2 separate regions of the Nomascus leucogenys genome follow, and region 1 is linked to region 2. The links are chromatin contacts, called in public Hi-C maps. All regions are on one chromosome and are shown on one strand. The core of a region is the stretch at or near the end of the contact, and the rest is flanking DNA. Distances in the headings are between cores, read along the strand shown.

Evidence for each region. A called contact is a pair of places that touch in the nucleus more often than the background predicts.
Region 1: a Hi-C map of a lymphoblastoid cell line shows a contact between it and region 2, with 2.7 times the contacts expected there. The contact joins two enhancer-like sites.

Annotation. Positions count from the first base shown.
Region 1 is chr6:69,448,207-69,452,202 of Asia_NLE_v1, reverse strand. OTUD7A (OTU domain-containing protein 7A) reads left to right here. Exons shown (of 14, transcript XM_030814379.1): 14 at 423-1,959. The coding sequence ends at 1,862. Among named protein-coding and RNA genes, the nearest start is that of KLF13, 160 kb to the right of the region's middle. Within about 2 kb of position 1,827, the one cell type or tissue checked has an H3K27ac peak away from gene starts, as active enhancers do. A contact at or near this core is called in a lymphoblastoid cell line, where this site is marked.
Region 2 is chr6:69,298,300-69,302,017 of Asia_NLE_v1, reverse strand. The region is part of intron 1 of KLF13 (Krueppel-like factor 13); the gene reads right to left. Among named protein-coding and RNA genes, the nearest start is that of KLF13, 9.8 kb to the right of the region's middle. Within about 2 kb of position 2,232, the one cell type or tissue checked has an H3K27ac peak away from gene starts, as active enhancers do. A contact at or near this core is called in a lymphoblastoid cell line, where this site is marked.

The DNA of each region.
Region 1 (3,996 bases), core at 578-3,077, 150 kb before region 2:
GGAAGGCCAGAGTCTGAACCTGATCTTCTCTCTAAATTGTGACAAGGTTCTGGGGACCAAGACCAAGTGGGGTATCTGCACCCTGCTCCAATCTCCCACTCAGGGTTCCAGGGTACCAAGTACCTGAGGTCCCCCAGAGAGAAAGAATGAGTACACCCCAGCTTCCCTGGCCAGAAGACACGCAGATAAGAGGTCCCTACATCCTTTTACTACTGCAGCGGATCAGAGCCCACTCCTATCCGCTCCTTTCCTTCAGCACCGCCCATCCGGGTATCATAGTCACCAGAGTGACAGTGGGGACTGGGACAGTGAAGGTCGAGGGCCCTAGCCTCGGCAACACAGGGGCAAGGTGTGTCTTCCTCGGCGGCGCGTGGACAGCTCTTCTCTAACCACCTTCGCTCTGGCCCTCCCTCTCTACACAGGCGCCCCTGGCACAGCCGGAGTCTCCCACGGCCTCGGCAGGGGAGGACGTGCAGTCCCTGGCCGACTCGCTGGACTCGGACCGCGACTCGGTGTGCAGCAATTCTAACAGCAATAACGGCAAGAACGGCAAGGACAAGGAGAAGGAGAAGCAGCGCAAGGAGAAGGACAAGACGCGCGCCGACTCCGTGGCCAACAAGCTGGGCAGCTTCAGCAAGACGCTGGGCATCAAGCTGAAGAAAAACATGGGTGGCCTCGGTGGCCTGGTGCACGGCAAGATGGGCCGCGCCAACTCCGCCAACGGCAAGAACGGGGACTCGGCCGAGCGGGGCAAGGAGAAGAAGGCCAAGTCGCGCAAGGGCAGCAAGGAGGAGTCGGGTGCGTCGGCCAGCACGTCGCCGTCGGAGAAGACCACGCCGTCGCCCACGGACAAGGCGGCGGGCGCGTCGCCGGCAGAGAAGGGCGGTGGGCCGCGGGGCGACGCCTGGAAGTACAGCACGGACGTGAAGCTGAGCCTCAACATCCTGCGCGCCGCCATGCAGGGGGAGCGCAAGTTCATCTTCGCCGGCCTGCTGCTCACCAGCCACCGGCACCAGTTCCACGAGGAGATGATCGGCTACTACCTGACCAGCGCGCAGGAGCGCTTCAGTGCCGAGCAGGAGCAGCGGCGCCGCGACGCCGCCACTGCGGCCGCTGCCGCCGCCGCCGCCGCCGCGGCCGCCGCCTCCACGGCCAAGCGGCCGCCGCGCAGACCGGAGACGGAGGGCGCGCCGGTCCCGGAGCGCGCCTCTCCGGGCCCGCCCACGCAGCTGGTGCTCAAGCTCAAGGAGCGGCCGAGCCCCGGGCCCGCGGCAGGGCGGGCGGCGCGGGCGGCGGCGGGCGGCACGGCCTCCCCAGGGGGAGGCGCGCGGCGCGCGGGCGCCAGCGGACCAGTCCCTGGCCGCAGCCCCCCGGCGCCAGCGCGCCAGAGCGTCATCCACGTGCAGGCGTCGGGCGCGCGGGACGAGGCGTGCGCGCCGGCCGTGGGGGCGCTGCGGCCGTGCGCCACGTACCCGCAGCAGAACCGCTCGCTGTCGTCGCAGAGCTACAGCCCGGCGCGCGCCGCCACCCTGCGCACCGTCAACACGGTCGAGTCGCTGGCGCGCGCGGTGCCTGGGGCCCTACCGGGCGCGGCCGGGGCGGCGGGGGCGGCCGAGCACAAGTCGCAGACCTACACCAACGGCTTCGGCGCCGCGCGCGACGGCCTGGAGTTCGCCGACGCCGACGCGCCGACCGCGCGCTCGAACGGTGAGTGCGGCCGTGGCGGCCCGGGGCCGGCGCAGCGGCGCTGCCAGCGCGAGAACTGTGCGTTCTACGGGCGCGCCGAGACCGAGCACTATTGCTCCTACTGCTACCGCGAGGAGCTCCGGCGGCGGCGCGAGGCGCGCGGGGCCCGGCCCTGAGCGGCGCGGCGCGGGCAGCGAGGTTCTACCTTCGAGGATTTCTTTTCCATTGTGTCGGTGTCTTTTTTACATGCCCTGGTCCACCGGAAGGCCGGCGCCTCCTCTGTCAGTGCCGTGTACGTGTTTGGTCAAACGTTCCTAATGGTGCCTGAACCTACACTGACGCCACTCAGGTAGTAGACGGATAGGAAACAAGTCATACTGTTGGAAGTGGGTGTGCTAGCCTAGTATCTGCCTCGTACCTGTGGAAACTCAATAGCCATTGCAAGAGTATTTTTGTTCCTCAATAATAGAAATAAAGAAATTCGCAGCCCTTTGTTTTTAGAAGGGAGTGTTTTACATGTTTTTTTTTTTTTTTTCTCCTAACCTAGCGATGACTTCTTCCAGGTAGCGGTCCCCTGTGCGCGGTTGGTAGTACCCAGGGCTTAGAGCGAGCGCGCACCCGGGGCTGCGGTGGAGGCTCCTCTGCGGGCTCTACCTGCCTCCCATCCCGGGGCCTAGGAGAAGGCGGGAACCTGGCCGCCGGCTGACGCCCTTGTGGTCACTGTGGCCCTTTAGAAACACACAGCTCCATTTCATAAGCAAAACCTCCTCCCCGAGCCCCGGCTCAAGCACCATTCACACTGCCATCCAAGCCGCGGGCGGCCGTGGAAAGGGCACTGGACCACCCGTCTCGCGGGCGCGGTGAGGTACAGCGATGGCTCCCAGTGCCGCGCAGCTCACGTGACAGGAGCTTTCCAAAGACACCTAGGGTCCAAAAAGCAGGGTTCCCATCTCACAATTTGGATTTGCTCATAGAGGAGCAGATAGGACAGCCTGTTCACTTTTCTGCTTTGAAGGCACTTCCACAGTGGACTGTCGCTGGCGGGCCCCTGGGCGGTGACCATCGGTGCCCCAGGAGACAGCGAGGAATTGACCCTTTGGTCACTGTGTAAGCCCGCACTAGGCTGCTGCTCTTTCCAAAGGGAAGGGGCTGGGGGAACCAGGAAGGAAGCCCACCCCCACACCTGCATCTGTCTGGGTTCAGCCAGGTAAAGGGACTCACTGTGATCGTGGCCTCTCCACGGGGCAGGACGACCCTGCCTCCGTCTCGTGACACAATGAGGGAGCAGCCCGATCCCTGAGCGGTCTCTTTTTTGGTGCCTCCTACATTTCTTGAGGAAAAAAAAATGTGTCCTTAGCTACCCTGTTTTGAGCAGCAATATGCAGCCTCTTCCTTCCAAGATTACCTCCGGAGAACACCGTTCTTGGCCAAGGACACTGAGGAGCTAAATCTGCCTCACTAAGGAACGAGCTTGTTTCCAAGAAATGAGGATAAGATGGGTAAAATCCTCACTAACAAAAGAATACTATAAAACCTGTGAGAGCCTTAGAATAGCTTCTAATAATCCTAGGACAGGAGAAAGCACCTGGCTTTGCTGTGAGTGTATCCTCAGAAAAAGCAGGAGGTCGACCATCTCTTCACTGGAGCCAGCTTCTCCTCTAGAAACGATGCTTTTTTCCCTAACTAAAGAGCAGCAAAAACAAAAAAAAAAGGGGGGGGGAGAGGGGATTTTTTTTTACTTGTTTGAGAAATTATAATAAAATAATTGAGTATCTCCTGTGAGTAATGCCTTTTTGTTTTTAATTATTCCACAGCAGGTGGAGTTTTCAGTAATTTGTTCAAGTTTTGCATAAGTGGTTCCTTAAATCAAAAATTATTTATTAAATAGGATCTTTAAGAAATTTTTTGAAAGTTTTACTTTTCCTGCTGAACAATATTTTCAATGTGTATTATAATTACTGTACTAACATCCATGTCCCTACTATTACTGGGGTTTCTTTTATTACTCAGAAAACAAAAGTGGTTTTAAAAAAATCTCATGGAGAGGGTCTGTGGCAGCTTTCTGGACTGATTCTTTGTGTCACGCTGAGCAGCTGCTTTGGCATCCAAAGCTGTGGGGTCACAGAAAGTGTTCCTTCAGGTGTGAATGCATGCCACTCCTCATGCTCCTCACTCTTAAAAGATTGAGACACCCAACCTTAAAAATGCTTCAGTAATCCATTCAGAAACCAAACTCGTATGCACAAGATGTCAAGGAGGCATAAAGTCAATTCTTGCTTGCTTGTTTTTTTCATTTTTTAATGTAAAAAC
Region 2 (3,718 bases), core at 983-3,482:
AAACAAACATCGTGCTGCAGCCCACACCACCTGGCCAGATGCCTCAAGACTGGGTTACTTCCAGTGGAACGATTGTTCTGAGACTTGGCTGCATGGCTGACCACGTGTGCCTGTGCATACGCAAGCACACACACACATGCACGCAAATACGGGCATATATATATATACACACGCACACACACACACACGCACACACTCACATAAATACCCATCTTCCAAGGCCATGTGCAGTGCTAGATGTGCAAAGGAATTCAAATGCTTGGCTCATAATCCAGGGCAACTAGGAAGATCAGGGAAACAAACTTTGAAGTTTCTCAAAGGCTAAAGTGAGTGAACTTAAGAATGATATGGTTTGTCCAAAGCAAACTGCTGAAGAGTACTACCCAGTGCATCATTATGGAAACTTCAAATCACAAGCTATAAGTAGCCAAGGCTGTATTTCCTGTAAGACTCTAAAGCCTGACAGTAATTCAGGACAACCACCTACCTGCTCGCCAACACAGCAGCTCTACACCTGTGACAGTAGACACTGAAGGGCTCCTGCTCTATCAGCCACAAAGGGGACACAGTGTAAAGTGCTAAAACTAATTTCAACGTTGATAGAAGACGGTATCCTGCAAGGCCCCTCAGGCTTACCCAGAGAATGCCCTGGCACCTTAGGCCAAGCAGCAAAGTACAGCCATGCACCACCTAATGACGTTTCAAACAATGACAGTCCACGTGGGATGAGAGGCTGGTCCCATAAGACGATACCCCATTTTAATTGTACCTTTTCTATATTTAGACACAAAATGCTTACCATTGTGTTACAGTTGCTTATAGTATTCAGGACAGTACCATGATGTACAGGCTTGCAGCCTAGAAGCAAGAGGCTACACCATACAGCCTAGGTGTGCAGTAGGCTATGCCATCTAGGTGTGCATAATAAGTGCATTCTATGATGTTCACATGAGGACGAAACTGCCTAACGACACATTTCTCAGAACACACCCCTGTCATTAAGCAACCTGTGACCGTAATTTTAGAAAGGGCCTGCCATGCAAGCAGAAAAAAAGGGCGCTCTGGAGAAGATAATAAAACCTTGGGCATCTTCCCTCAGAATGCACAGCTGCAAGGGGCCAGAAACCCTGTGGGTCCTCATGTGCTGCTGTGCAAGGCCTTCTTCTGCCACACCATCCATGCTAGGAGACAAAAACGACAACTGGTGGACAAGCACAGGAGAAACCTTCCACGTGTAAGGCGGGCGGAGAAAGGAAGTGAGACCTCAGCGATGGGATGAAGGGAATCTGAGTCCCTGCCTGCCCTGCCATGGGCCACTTAGCATGCCTAGTGGGAGAGGGACATGGGGGCAGATGGCACCCCTGTGGATGCCTTCAATGACGAGTAGGCAAACCAGACATGGCCAGCCATGCAGGTGAGGACAATGGGCAGTAAGTCTGGAGGGCAGATAGGCCAAAATATGCAAAGCAAGACCATGGAGAGCCTGCCAAATGCTCAGACTGTGTGTCACATTTTACATATCCCAGATTCGGATGTGTGGGAACCATGTCATTAACTCCCATTTATCTGCCCTGGTCTATGAAAACATGTTGGGGTTTGTTGTTGCTATGATGCCTGGGTGCACCCAAGGTGCTGACCCTGGCTCCCAGATCCTGGCTTTGAGCAGCACCCCCAGCCAGCGGTCCAGGTGAATAGCCTTAACCTTTTTGGTAACCCGAGACCAATGACCTGCTGGACCCCTGCCCTCTGCCCTACTCCCAGTCAACAAAGGAGTCAGGTTCTGAGACTCACACAAGCCTTTGCTCTATTTCCAATCTCTTTTCCAACAATTCCTTGCAGACACCCCTATTCATGCTCTGCCATCAACTTTAACTTCTACCAATAGCCCTAAACCAAATTCCCTTTATTCTTTTTCTTTTTAGTGAACATTTAGACGATAAAAGAGTTAAAGACAAGTAGAAAGGCTCAGAGAAGTTTATCAGAGGAGGAAATTCTGGCTGTATCACAGGCCCTGCACATACTTAGGTGTGGCCCAAGAAGGACTCTCAGGTCTCGCTAACCCGTGCATACCTGTTAGATCTCCAGGGAGCACCTCACCACCTCCCACATGCCAGGACACTTGGCCTCCCCATCCACAGCTTGGACCCACATATGGAAGCACAAGGCCCTTGCCACTAGCTGCCAGTGCTCCAAAAGGGAGTGAGGAGGCCCCAACCAGGGCCCTGACCACTTGCTAGGCTGCTCAGGCATCACCTCACCTCCCATGTGTGTCCAGTGGACGCTGGGGCCGGGGGAGAAGCCCGTGGCTCCTCTGAGCCCACGTCATCCTCTCCCCACTCCCAAGCTTCCTCCCACCTGGCCTGTGCTCACAGGAGACAAGCACGTGACACAACTCCACCTTTAGAAACTTTAACTGAGATAGGAGGCCCAGGTAGGCTCTGAGCCACATGCTCTTTGGTGAGCGATTTTTGCTCTGGGCCTTCAATTCTTGCAGAGCTCTTTCATGATGCAACATGGGCTCCAGCTTCAAGGAGACGAGCCTGTGCCCTGTGCCTGGGGACCCAGGGTCACTCATCCATGCAGAGTAGGCCACACCCCTGTGGCACCAGCATAAGGACATTTAATCTGAGGCATCAAGCCTCAGTGCTCCAAACAAGTCACCTTGGGACAGACTGGCCAATGGCCACGGAGTGTAGCCAAGTTTCTGGTTAGCAAGTGTTTTTGTGTGATGAACTTCAAAAACGGAGAACAATAAACAGAATCCTGCCCCTGCCAAGTGTGCTCTGTCTTGTTTGTCCAGAATGATTTGACCAGGGACTGGTCAAGGCTGTGTTTCTGGTGCTCGGTGCCATGCTGTGCCCTCCCCCTGCCCCGCCACCACACACACACACACACACACACACACACACACACACACACACACAGACACACACACACACACAATGCCCAACAGCAAATGGCGATCACAGCCTGGCCCTGCATCAGGAGGGGAACTGAAGCAGTGTGGAGGACACAGGAGCCCAGTCACTCTGCTGGGCGGGGCAGCAAGGTGCGAAGGCATAGCCCCTTCACCACAGCCCTAGTTTCAACTGAGCAAACTCCATGTCTCCCCAAAGCGCCTGACTCACAAACAGCTGATAACGTTTGCTGGGGGTGAAGACGGACCTAAGATCTAAAACTGAACTAGAAATCAGAAGTTCCACATAGTTACTATGTTCCAGGTGTGGATGCTCCCCCGTTCAGCAAGCACATGAGCAGGGTGCCACGTCCACTTACACACACCCATATGCGTTTATACACATGTATGTGGCTATGGAGGCATACAAGTGTGTTTATGGCCAAATGGCAGAGCTTTTGGTTGGGTGAGGATTTCTTCTGTGCCTAGTACCCAATTGATGCCAAGAGTAAAACAAGTTCAAGTTTCCATTATTTTGGCCCAGAAGAGTGTCCAAAGCCTTCTGAACTCAGTATCTCCCACCCCGAGGACTGCACTGGTGGCTGTCTTCATGACCCCAACCCCAGCCACACAGCACTGCGGCTGCTTCTGAATTGCCAAGCTGGTGAAAAGTTTATTCCCATCTCGACAGGAAGTTGACTTCTCAAGAAAATAATTCCATTTGGGGCTTTGAAAGGAAAGAAAATGCCGGGTGCGGTGGCTCAACGCCTGTAATCCCAGCACTTTGGGAGGCCGAGGTGGGCGGATCACCTGAGGTCAGGA